2 separate regions of the Mus musculus genome follow, and region 1 is linked to region 2. A link is a contact called in public Hi-C data. All regions are on one chromosome and are shown on one strand. Each heading gives the region's core, a stretch centred on a gene start, on an enhancer-like site or on the middle of the called end of the contact. The rest is flanking DNA. Distances are from core to core; before and after follow the strand shown.

Region 1 (6,489 bases), core at 1,792-4,291, 130 kb after region 2:
GAAAACCCTGTTGCTCAAATCTATCCCTTACAAAGGTATAAAAACTGTGTACTTTCTTTGTTCTGGGTCTCTTCTCTGGCCTGCATGCTGAGAGGGGAGTCCCCAACATGTTGGAATAATAAAAATCCTCATGCATTTTGCAGCGATGGCAGTCTCTGTGGTCTTTGTGAGTGAGGGTCTTTTGACGAACTCCAACCACCCCTGGTGATGCATGTCCTCCAACAAAGCTCTATCTACTCCAACAAGGCCACACCTCCTAATAGTGCCACTTCCCATGGGACAATGTGGACCATCTTTATTCAAACCAACACTGGGTGCTTTGCCCAAAGCACCAAGATTATCCACTGTAGGGAAAAGAAAGCTGTTTAGAGAGCTGATGAGTCTTACTTTAAAACTACCATGAATTTGAAAGGAATGGGTACAATCTACATTAATATCTACAATAGGCAGACTCCCAGGAAAATGCTACTCTGGCTTTCCAATTACTGTGCACCTGATGAAAAGAAGTTACAGACGAGTGCCAATTAATTTCCATCTGAAGAGTCAACTTTTGCTTCCAGGGAGAGAGCATAGAAGGAAAGGACATGGGTAATTAAAATCTACAGATAGCGCAAACTCTGGATTTAATCAGAGATTTCAATTTCTCCTCCACTGTTTTTTTTGTTTTGTTTTGTTTTGTTTTTGTTTTTGTTTTTTAAACTAGAGGTACCAAGTAACATGGCCCCACCTGTCTGTGGGGTCTGGATCTCACAAGAAGTGAATTCTCTAGAAGGCAGGCATGAGGAATAAGAACGAGGAGCCCAGGACTAAAGACCTTTCTGCTTGAAAAGTGGTCTCTCTTGCCTGCACCTTGATGGTTTCATTTGGAGGCAGTGCAGAATCAGCACTGTGTGTGCGCTGCCAGGGGACTTTTTTTTTTTTAAAGCTAGCACTGTGTTCAGCATCAACAGCAACTCTTAGGTGGAGACCCCAGACTGGGATGGCTTTGCAGTGGCTGAAGGCAGAGGGATAGGGAGGACACTGCTCTCCTCAAGCACAGCATTTCTCATCCTCCTTGAGCCCGAAGCCCATCAGTGTGAGCCTCTAGTGAGGTGCAGACCTAACCAACATACAGTTGCTGCTATTTTATGTGCCCTGAAACCGACGCTTCCTGGTGACTTTGTTGAGGGTCTCTCACATTCCGTTGCCTGAATCAGTCCACTTCTCTGGGAGCTGTGTTCAGGGTTGGACAGACTTATGCGTGGCTGTGGAACATGCCAGTTTTGTCATTCCATGAATCTCCAGCTCTCCACTTTCTTTCCCTGCTAAAAACTATACTTTCCAACTCAAGGTGACAGTTCCTTCCTGTGTGACACTTCATTACCATGTCTTTGTGACAACATGCTGTACTTCTTATCGTTACTGCAGCTTATACCCCCATGACTTAATGTTCTCTGAAATGTGGGTCATGACCCATTAGTGAGCTTTGAAATCACTTTAATGGGTCATGACCTGAATTTTAAAGAATGAAACAGAAGAGCTGAGAACACCTTAGGATGTATTGCACAGGCATTCTAAATTATACAAAGGGTAAAAATATTTCCTGATTTGATTTATGGTCAAAAAGCCTGGAAGCCACTATCACATAGTAATGATATTTTCAGTGTTTATAGAACAGAAAACCTTGATCCACCTAGTTTAAGTGACAAATGATGTATTAACTTATATGACAAGATGGTTGGGGACAGGGCAGTTCTACCTAGCTTTGGTTTGTTGGCCACTTGGCAACATCAAGGACCCAAACTTCTGCCCTTTTTGCCCTTTTTCTTCTTTGCAAACTGGCTGCAAGAGTTCCCTACATCATGACATCAAGAGGCAGAAGAGAAAGGTGAGATTAACAGTTTGGGTTTCCTTTTTTAGCCAGCTCTGCGGACCTCAGCTCTATCCACTGCTCTTCAAAATGGATAACTGAAATAAAACGAACAATGTCTCTCTTCAGGCATAGCAAAAACAAAACAAAACAAAACAAAACAAAAAAAAAACCTAAAATTAGTAGATGAAGATAAAGGTGCCTCTCAGAAATGCTTGTCTGGTTTTATTGCTCAGGAAAAAAAAGGGAGAAAGGGAGAACTAGACCACCCAAAGCATGTGTGGGCCCTGCACAACCAGATGCGTGGACTGGCTCACACCCATTTCTCTTCACACTCTGCAATGCTTTCTTTGTAGCAAGTCTAGCCACACACCTCAATTTCCAGGGATTAAGTTAAACCAATCCCTTTGCTTCAAAGTATAAATACCCATGGAGTACAAAGATTAAATATCCAGTCCCTGATCCAGGCGGCTGCAGACAGAGCTCACGATGTGCTGCGGAATCTTTCCCGAGGGCTAGGATTTCTTTCTTTTCTAGGGCGCTATGAAATGTGAAGTGCTAGAGGGCCACCGTTGGACACGGGGATGCTATTTCAGTAATAAAACGCATATTCTTCACAATGCAGATGGCACTCTGAGTTCCACAGATGGGACTGGGGCTCTGGGGAGAGGCAAACAGAAACGGTGGGTGTGGCGAGGCATGACGTCATCCTAGCTAGGGCTTTCTCTAGAACGGTGGCAAGTTTACTGCTGAATCATCCCTGGGGCCAGTTATCGGCATGTCAGTTGGACAAAGGTCCCTGTAATTAAGCCCTGATTCACCACTTACCTCCGCACCATTCTGCTTATGTTGCCTTTGGAGGCCAGACAAGAAACATGAATACATAAAATTAACCTATCTGTGAGAGCTGCGCAGAAGCCAACGCTGTTGTGAAACCAGTGCTATTGCTAGTCTTCTCTCAATAGCACAAATGTAGGTATGTGGACTTGGGTGTTCATTTGCACACACACACACACACACACACACACACACACACACACACACATCCATCAGAGAATGCACATTCTGGACTTTGATCTGAAGTAAATGTTAATTCCTGAAATAATTTGGGATCTATATTTGCTTTGGCTACAAACCGGAGACTCTCTTGCATGCCCAGCAGAGGAAACGGCGTGGGAGAGCCATCTGAGTCCTCAAAGGTCAGCACTTTCATCCTTCTGGAGAGGCACAAACCTGCTGTCAGATGCAGGGCTGCACCCAGTCCCAGGAAGGCAACAGATATAGAGGTGTCTGGCTTCTTTCTCTGGTTAACTCATCACCCACTAACAGTCTGCAAGGGATCAGTGGCCTCAGCTAGTCCCAAGTAGGCCAGAGCGTCCTCTCCATCCAGATACAGGAAGGCCCTTGTCAACATGTTCACTGGCCAACTAAGATAGCCATTGTGGGAGGTATCCAGAAAGGATGAAGAAGTCACAAGAGCCGTGAAAGATGCTTCTCTCTCTCTCTCTCTCTTTTTTTTTTTTTTTTTTTTTTTTGGTTTTTCGAGACAGGGTTTCTCTGTGTAGCCCTGGCTGTCCTGGAACTCACTTTGTAGACCAGGCTGGCCTCGAACTCAGAAATCCACCTGCCTCTGCCTCCCGAGTGCTGGGATTAAAGGCGTGCGCCACCACGCCCGGCTGATGCTTCTCTTTAGTATCATGCTGGACTCAAGTCTCCATCGATGTTGAAGATATTTCCATTGCCTTTATAGGAGTTGGGGTGGGAGGTGAGATGAGCGGGTACGAGTGAGCAGAACAGAGCCATTTACCAATGTCTTGGGACACTTTGACAAGCAAGCCGTCATTACAGAGAACTGTCAAGGCTTAGCATTCCTTTCTACAGAACAACCAGTAATTGGTAAGAGCTAATGTATATGACGTGCTTGCTGTGTGCCCTGCACAGTTGAGAGCTTCCATGCATTTAGACCCCAGACCCAACAGGTCGGTGCTTCTTTACCATTTATAGATGAGGTAGTCAGCCTTGGGGATACTGTGATGGCTCAGTGAGTAAAGATAGTTGCTGTCAAGCTTGACAGTCTGAATTTGATGCCCTGGGACCTACATGGTGGAAAGAGAACTGACTTCCCCAAGCTGTCCTCTGACCTCTACACACACAGAGAGTCACAGACACATACATACAAACGACACACACACAGACACACACACAATAGACACACATACACTAAACAGATGCTTTGTTTTTGTCCTTTAAAGAAAGTAAACCTCAGGCAGAGGAGAGCCTTTCACTGTCTGCAACCACCCTGTTTACCTGCCTGTTTCTAAAGCTGGGTCCTTCCCATTCTGCCGCAGACCCTCTGGGCCCCTTTGTCTGCGTGGAACGGGTCTCTAGTCGCAGGTGGGCAAAGCGTCACAGACTGATGCACACAGGAGAGGTTGTGTAGAATCTGAATGTAATTTGTCAAATCGAGCATCAAACTTTTTATACAGAAGAAAATAGGGAAGTTGGGTGATACACCAGCAAGGTACAAAGAGGTTACTGGATTCTTACACAAAACAGAGGAATACAAACACAGAAGGTCTGACAGGAACCACCTGGGATAGAATTCATTGTTAACAACTGGGATCAAAAAGAGCTCCACCTAAGGTCCACTTAATCTTAGAAGCCAGGGTCAAGGGCTTCGTGCCCTTGCCATAGTTCCTATTTTAGTCTATTGTATAGTCCACCTTCCCCCTAGGCCATTGTAAATACATGTATATGGGTGTAACTCAGCTATCTATAGTTCTAAGTATCTACTCTGGTTCCTCCTTAGGTCTCAAACTTCCTTCTTCTTAGATGATGGTAAATTCCTGTGTAGGGCAGTGACTTAGCTTTTGTTCAAAGTGATAGTGTAATACCAGAGTCAATTCTGAATGTCACTGAATAGGCAACATTCTTACTGAATTCCAAGCCCATGGTCAGCTCAAGGACTTTCTAGGACATTGGAACACTGGCAAAGGCTTAGCTATGTCAGAATTCAATCTTAAAAGGCACTTATAATAAGATAATACTAAAAGAGAGCACGTGGATCCATACACCAGACTAACTCGGGACTAGGGTATGAGTATGAGAGTGTCAAAGTTCCAGGAGGTGAGTTTCCGTGAAACTCTTTGCCTCGTGAGTGGCTTTTAGGTTTCAGGCCTGTCAAGCTGATTCGACCGGAGTGCGTGGCACCATTCCTGAGGATTCAGCTCTAGCATTATACAGCTTGGATCTTCGGAGGCCCCTAAAGGCCCTTTGGGGCCCCTAGTGGCTCTTTGGAAGGTGGAGGCTAAGGAGGTGGGGTCTAGGGAAAGGCCCGTACATCCTGGTGTGCTATGGGGCCCTTAACTTTTCACTTCCTGTCTAGACATGATATGGGTACTCCCCCACCATGCATGGCAGATGTGTCTGAGGCTGCACTAGCAATAAACCTCTTCTCTGTAAGTGAACTGTCTCAGGTATGTCTTTCTAGTGATAAAGAACTGCCTAGCCCATGTCCCCAGTGAAGCTTTCCCTACCCATCCATCTGAATGCAGCCCCCAACGCTCTGAAATGCACCCTCCCCGACATTTTCTACATAGAAGATCTCAGAGTCTGTAGGTCTCTCTCACTTTTTGTTGTTGTTGTTGACTTTTAGTCTCTGCTATTCAGAGACTTAGCTGTATGAGGACAGGAACTTTATCTCTTTCATTTGCCCTGTTCATTCTAGGCATGCATGCATCCATAAATGAATGCAGTTGGTGACACGTGGACATGAACATGTCTCATGCAGAAGCCTGGTTCTCAGTCTTTGTCTACTCTCGCCATAACTAATCATCCTGCCATCAAATATTTATTAAATTACCAACCAGTGCCAGGCACTGAGGTAGGTACTGGAGAACTGAATGAGCAAGACATAGTCTCTACCCTGGAAACCCCACCTCTGATAGGAATGGTAGCTGGGAAGGATACCATGGACACATCTTAGCAGAGAGTTGTGTGTCATGTGACATAGCAACAGGGAGTGGAGCTGCCTCTGCCAGACCAGGAAGACCTCTGCAGCTGGAACTTGAGGTCAAAAGTAGACTCTGGATGGGAGGGAGGGAGGGAGGGACGGAGGGAGGGACGGAGGGAGGGAGAGAAGGAGAGAAGTAGGGAGGGAGGGATGGATGCGGATGTCGGTTTAGCAGGGAGGGTGCGGGATTCTGAACTAGGCTTTACCCACCTTACCCAGCTCAGTCATGCTTCCATCTTGGATCTCAGCAACTAGGAAGACCATTGCCCAACTGACATAGGCTAATGGAAGTGCTGTGGAGGGAACTGCTGTCTGAGGTGCTGTAGAGGGAGAGTGTGTCTATGTGGTGGGTCAGATACCCTTCAACTCTCTTAGTTAGGGTTTTCATTGCTGTGAAGAGACACCATGACCAAGGCAACTCTTCTAAAAGAAAACATTTGGTTTCAAATGGACTTAAAGTTTCAGAGGTTTAGTCCATTATCGTCATGGCAGGAAGCATGGTGGCATGCAGGCAGGCATGGTGCTAGAGACAGAGCAGAGAGTTCTACATCTTGATCTGAAGGCAGCAGAAGGAAACTGTGTCACACTGGGCATAACTTGAGCATATATGAGACCAGAAAGCCTGCCT
Region 2 (6,464 bases), core at 2,428-4,927:
AGTTCCTGCCCCCAAGGGAGTTTACGCTTATCAAAGAGGAAGTCTAGAACCTGGGCCAACTCCCAAAAGGGCTGCTTCCCCTGACTGCCCAGAAGAGCCCTTTAGAGGATGCAGAAATGAATTTCCTGGAAAACTGCTTAGAGCTCCGAGTGCCTAGGTATCCCAAGTTTCAGTGCTTGGAGATAGAGGGATAGGGAAGGGAGATGGGAGAAAACAGGAGAGCCATTCCCCCACTGGAACACAGAAGAGTGCTCTTTGACCTAAAACCCAGCCAAACAAACACAAGTTTAGGCTCTTTTTCTAGTTTGGTCTTCTGGTCTACTAAGGAAAATGTCACTGAGAATAATCAATTAGAACTTGAACTCCGCGTCAAAGCTAGGATGGTATTTTGCCACATGGGGGAAAAGAATCATGTATCCACATACAAGATAACGCCCCCAGTCTTTAGCTTTGCTCTATGATTAAATAAACTTGGGAGGAAAACAAACTCTTAAAGGAGCTGGGGTAAGCAGAGGGTCAGCTCACTCATCCAAACGTGTCTGTCCACGGTTATTCCAACGTAATATTTTTATATACAAGTAAGGTCAGCAGGAGAAGCAACTAATTTGAAAATCAGTTTCCAGTCTTGTATTTGCTTCCTCTCATGGCTCCCAAGCTTAGAAGGCTGCATTTGCTCTGCAGAGTCTGTAGGATTTGATTCACAGTAATGGTGGGGATTTATAGGGACTCTCCTGGAACTCTGCCTTCTGTACAAACTTACCTTCTACAAGATAAGCTGGGGAACACTGAAGTAATGACACTGTACTTCGAGATAAGTTGGGGAATGGTGAGGTAATGTAAGCTGCTGCCTACGATGTTTCTGGGATTCCTCTTGTGGCGTCACTCTCTGAGGCTCTTACACTTGATTTTATGTGTAACAAAGTGGGCTTCTTCCAGTGTGGCTCTGATATGTGAAAACTCACAAAGCCACTCAAGGGTCAGTTGGAATGACTGAGATGAACAGTTGCTCAAACTGGGTGATGTCATTGTTGTCATCATAATCATTATCACCACCACCCCCATCATCACCATCATTACCACCACCACCACCATCGTCATCGTTGTGGTTTTTTGAGAAAGAGTCTCACTATGTAGCCTTTGCTGACTTGGAACTCACTATGTAGAACAGGAAGGCCTTCAAATACATATAGATACCTCTGTCTTTACCTCCTGAGTGCTGGAATTTAAGGCATGTGCCATCATGCCCAGCTGGATAATACTATTTTTGGTTGAAGACTTGTCAGGTCCAAAATATAATTATTTTATTTTCCAATGACCCTGACGAATTTTGACAAGGACACATATTTATGGAAGAAGAATTTACCTTCTATTATTCTCAAGAAATGGAAGTGTGGAATGGAAACAGCTTCTCCAGGACTAGTTCATCTGGTTCTTCTGTTTGTAATTACCCTTCTGGGGGCTCAAGCTACTTGTTTTATAAGCAACATAATAATTGCGTTCTTAGTTGCTGGCAAAGCACAGTCCATATTCAAATGTAAGATAATCACTAAAGCAAATTGTCCTTCACCCACCAATTTAGTAAGACCCGATGCCCTTACAGTTACCTTTATCTTGAGCCATGGAGGACACTTGAATCATCCAGTTACTCACTTAAGTGTGCCTTCTATTCATTTCAGCTTGAACCTGCTTTCTTGAGTTTCCACATCAATTTGATAATATAAAAGAGAAACTTAGGTGGCCTTGTTGATAGTCGGTAGTGTTAGGATTTTTGAAGTCTCCTGTCGCTTCTTGTATCCTCAGGATTGTGTAATGTTTTAAGTACAAAGGATAGCTCTCCCCAGCATTCCTTTGTGTTTCTTATATGTGACAGCAAAAGATTGCAGTTACTTTTTTTGAGCCATTCAAAGATTTTAGTAAACAGCTAGAAAAGGAGACAATATTCTCCTATGTATTTCCTCTATGAATTCTTGGTTGTTTTTTTCCTTAGCAGTTGAATTATAAATGGTGCAGCTTGGAATAAACACATACAGACACACACACACACACACACACACACACACACACACACACAGGTACAGGCATACACTACACAGATATACATATACAGACACACAGATGTGTGTCACACATAGACACACATTATTTTATGTCTTTGCCATCTTATTGTCTGTTACTCTTCTTACTCCTTAAAGATCAGCCTCTTTGCTTTTATACACACACACACACACACACACACACACACAAAAAGGTGTTTTATCCTTTTGGGTTTTAATTCTGAGAATTCTATAAAAGATAATATAATGCTGTTTACTGTGGTGGTTTGAATATGCTTGGCCCATGGGGAGTGGCACTGTTACAAGGCATGACCTTGTTGGAGGAAGTATGTCACTGCTAGAGTGGGCTTTGCCATCCAATATTCAGGCTCCACCCAGTGCAGAAGACAGTCTTCTCCTAGCTGTCTTAAGATCAAGGTGTAGAACTCTTAGCTTCTTCTCCAACACCAAGTCTGCCTGGATGATGCTGTGCTTCCCACCATGAGGACTGAACCTCTGAAACGGTAAGCCAGCCCCAGCTAAATGTTTGTCTTGTTAAGAGTTGCCTTGGTCATGGTGTCTCTTCACAGGAATGAAACCCTGAGACAATTGTCTACCTGCAATTGTGAGGCCATTTGACTAAGAAAAAGAAAAAAGAAAAGAAAAGAAAACAGGTGTGTGTGCAGCTGTGCATACATGCTGTTCACTTGTGCATACAGTCGTGAGTGCAGCTGTGCATACAGGTGTGCGTGCACCTGTGCATACATGCTGTTCACCTGTGCATATGGCCACATGGTTGTCTCAGTGAGCAGAGCTGTGCGGCAGAGGTGAGAGGGGAGAACATCTTGAAGACATGCTTTTTAAACCTAAGTTTTAAATCTTGAAGAATGCAGTCCCAATGAATGATTAAAAACAAAACAAAAAAATACCTGCTGGCTTAAAAAAGGAAATGAAGAGAAGAATCAAGGAAAAATAAATACTGCTTGTGATTCTGAGTCTGGAATTTGGTGTGAAGAACAATTGGGAAATTCTGTCTATCTGAACAGATGAGCCTCTAGTTCACTGCTGCTCAGTCTGTGGATGGCAACCCCTTTTGGGTACCAAACATCCTTTCACAAGAGCAGAATATCAGATACCCCGCATACCAGGTATTCATGTCAGGATTCATTAACAGTAGCAAAATTACAATTGTAAAGTAGCAACAAAAACAATTTTGTGGTTGGTGGTAACCACAACCTGAGGAGAGTCACAGTGATAGGAAGGCTTGGAATCACTGCTCTAGTGCTATAACTAGAACCACTGGCGTTTACTGCATTAAGAAACCTTTCCTATCTCAAGGTAATACTATGGATCACAAAGATAACTGACATCTGGCTGTGGTCTCTACATGTAGGCATGTGTACCTGCACACTGCTGTATGTATCACACTCATATACATAACACACCACACTTTGCATACCACAACCTGGTCTCTGCCATGCACTGTGTCTTTGTCACCTTGAGGATCCCTGCACTGTTCCTCTCTTTGTCCCCTAACACTGTTGCATGGCACTTTCCTCTAATTGAACCATCCCCCGAGGAGGGAGGGAGGGAGAGGGTCAAAGGTCTCCTAAGGTTGACACAAGGTCACTTGTTTTAGAGAACAGCAACTTGGACCATTCTCAAGGCCCCATTCCAGCAGTTTAAAATGAGTAAACAACTGTAGGGGAGGAGACTGTTAATCAGGCCAAGGGCAGAGAGAAGAGTTGTGGGTTTTGTTTGTTTGTTTTTGTTTTGTTTTGTTTTTGAGGGTGGAGCTGTCTGCAAGCTGCCAGAAAGCTCCAGGGTTGCAGCTCCTTGAGTTTTTCTGGTATTTTGTGACCATTATTGGGGTGGGCTTTCTGTGATTCAGCTGCTCTTGGGTCACCCCTTGCTCCTCGTAAGCAACCCTAACAAACACTGCTTCACCAAGTTGGCCACTGGTGTAATTGTTACTTAATTGGTCAGTCACGAACTCCCTCTAGGCAGTGAATAGAGGAGTGTGTCCTGTTTTCCCAGGAAAAGACAACTAACTACACAAGACACTTAGCAATACTTAAGGCTTAGTGGCTAATTAGATCAAGGGTGGCCCTCCAGAACTGAGATGCCATTGAGGGTAGGGACCCACGAGAGGAGACTTCCCAAGCTGTGCTGTGCCTTTCCACTGTTTCCCTGCAGTATAATATAGGATGAAATTTTATGGGTGTTTTGATTTGTTTTCTTTAGTGTCAGCAGTGACAAATGCTTGTAGACAGAACAAGGGCGTGTCCTGTCAGCCTGTCTCACCTTCTCAGCCAGAATATAATACTGCCGCAAAGGACTTCTATTTCCTGGGTTCCAGGGTCTGGGGAGGGCTGAGTTAGGCCTTAGTGTGTAGTCCACAAATTTCTGATCTTCATAAATTGAGTTAGTATTCGACTGAGGACGCTGGCTTTCTCTAACCATGTGATGGGCCAACATCCTATAGATGGAGTCTGACTACAAACTGTGAAAAATAGTAAACTCAGAGTCAGCCTCTGAGGACCTTATATTCTCATCTAGGACTCTGCCATTGATGCATCCTTTTTTTTCTTTTTTCTTTTGGTTTTTGAGACAGGGTTTCTCTGTATAGCCCTGGCTGTCCTGGAACTCACTTTGTAGACCAGGCTGGCCTCGAACTCAGAAATCCGCCTGCCTCTGCCTCCCAAGTGCTGGGATTAAAGGCGTGCGCCACCACGCCCGGCCCATCCTTTTTTATTATATATTATAGAGGCAAAGCTGTTAGGCCAGTGGTTCTCAACCCATGGGTGCGACCCCTTTGGCAAACCTCTACATCTCTAAAAATACTTACATTATGATTCATAACAGTATCAGAATTGCAGTTATGAAGTATCAACACAAGTAATTTTATGGTTGGGGGTGTCACTACAATGTGGGGAACTGTATTAAGGGTCTGAGTGTTAGGAAGGCTGAGAACCATTGTGCTAGGTAAACACCTTAGCATGAATAATTCCTGTGTCCCTGAGACAGAATAGCAGACAGAAGCAGCCAGGGCAGGGAAGGTTTATTTGTGGCTCACAATGTCTGTGAAATCTCAGTACATCACGGTAGAGATGTCGAGGGGGTCAGTGAAATTCCTTTTGTGGCTGGGACCCTGAGGTGGTTGTGTTCACATGGAACTGACAGGAAGCTGAGTAAGCTGGACTGGAAACAGAGGCCAGTTGTAGGAGGCTAGGATACTCTTCAAAGGCTCACCCCCAGTGACCTATGTCCACTACCTGGGCCCCACCTTCCAAAGTTTCCACTGCCTTCAATATTGTCCGGTAGGATGGGGACCAAATAATCAAACATGACTTGTGGACAATATTCCAGGCATCCTTTTTTTCCCTCCAATGATCTAACTGCCCATATCTTGTGCACAGTAGGCAAGATTTACTACTGAGCTATATCTCCAACGCAGTCAGCCATCTTTTAAGAGCATTCTGTAAAAGGTATTGCGTGGAAACTGTATTTATTAAATACTCTTTCTGTTCTAGTCAGTTCTTCTGTTGCAATAAAACACCATGACTAAAACCAACTCGGGGAGGAAAGGGGTTATTTCAGTTTATAGGTTGTAATCTATCATCAAAGGAAGCCAGGACAGGAGTTCAAAGCAGGAACCTTGAGGCTGGACTGAAGCAGAGGCCATGGAGGGGTGCTGCTTACTGGCTTGCTCCGCGCAGCTCTCTCAGTTGCTTTTTTTTGGGGGGGGGGTTTCAAGACAGGGTTTCTCTGTATAGCCCTGGCTGCCCTGGAACTCACTTTGTAGACCAGGCTGGCCTGGAACTCAGAAATCCTCCTGCCTCTGCCTCCTGAGTGCTGGGATTAAAGGCGTGCACCACCACACCCGGCTTCTCAGTTGCTTTCTTATACAACCCTGGACCGCTTATCCAGGGATGACCCCACTCACAGTGAGTGAGCCCTCTCACATCAATCAAGAAAATACCCCCATAGACGCCCATGGATCCATTTCATTGCGGCAGTCCCTCTCCTGAGATCCCCTCCTCCCAGGTTATTCTAGTTAACAAACACTAAGTCTCACACTTACTTACTCAGTGTGGGAAGACTGACAACAAAATAACTATCCAAAAAAAAAAAAAAATTGAAAACCAAAAAAAAAAAAAAAAAAAAAAAAAAAAAAAGGAAAAAAATGTCAAGTGGGATGAATTAGAGCTCTGTATCTTGGTTTAGAAAAATTAAATTACATAAGCCCATGAGAGGGACAGCTGACCTGGGCACTGCTCACAGGAAGAAAATGTGGTTTTAGTTGCTCCATCTGCAATGTCTGGAAAGACTTCAAAAATGCAGTGCAAATAGGACCACTTTAAAGGTAAAGACCCCAAGCTCTGGGCTCAGGAAGTAGAAAACCTTTTGTTCACTTGGTTTTAGCTCTTG

What was found. Hi-C and Micro-C count contacts between places; a contact is called where the count stands out from the background.
Region 1: a Hi-C map of liver shows a contact between it and region 2, with 2.4 times the contacts expected there. The contact joins two enhancer-like sites. A contact is called at or near these places in 3 of 484 Hi-C or Micro-C datasets (the HL-1 cell line and liver) and 3 of 115 datasets of contacts at active chromatin or transcription factors (embryonic stem cells, forebrain and pancreatic cancer cells).

Annotation. Positions count from the first base shown.
Region 1 is chr15:36,957,935-36,964,423 of GRCm38.p6, forward strand. Gm34590 (a long non-coding RNA gene) reads left to right here. Exons shown (of 8, transcript XR_875167.3): 8 at 5,577-5,770. Among named protein-coding and RNA genes, the nearest start is that of Gm34590, 23 kb to the left of the region's middle. Within about 2 kb of position 3,042, at least 136 of the 459 cell types and tissues checked have an H3K27ac peak or open chromatin away from gene starts, as enhancers often do. A contact at or near this core is called in liver, where this site is marked.
Region 2 is chr15:36,828,159-36,834,622 of GRCm38.p6, forward strand. The region is part of intron 1 of Gm34472 (a long non-coding RNA gene); the gene reads right to left. Among named protein-coding and RNA genes, the nearest start is that of Gm34472, 11 kb to the right of the region's middle. Within about 2 kb of position 3,678, at least 7 of the 459 cell types and tissues checked have an H3K27ac peak or open chromatin away from gene starts, as enhancers often do. A contact at or near this core is called in liver, where this site is marked.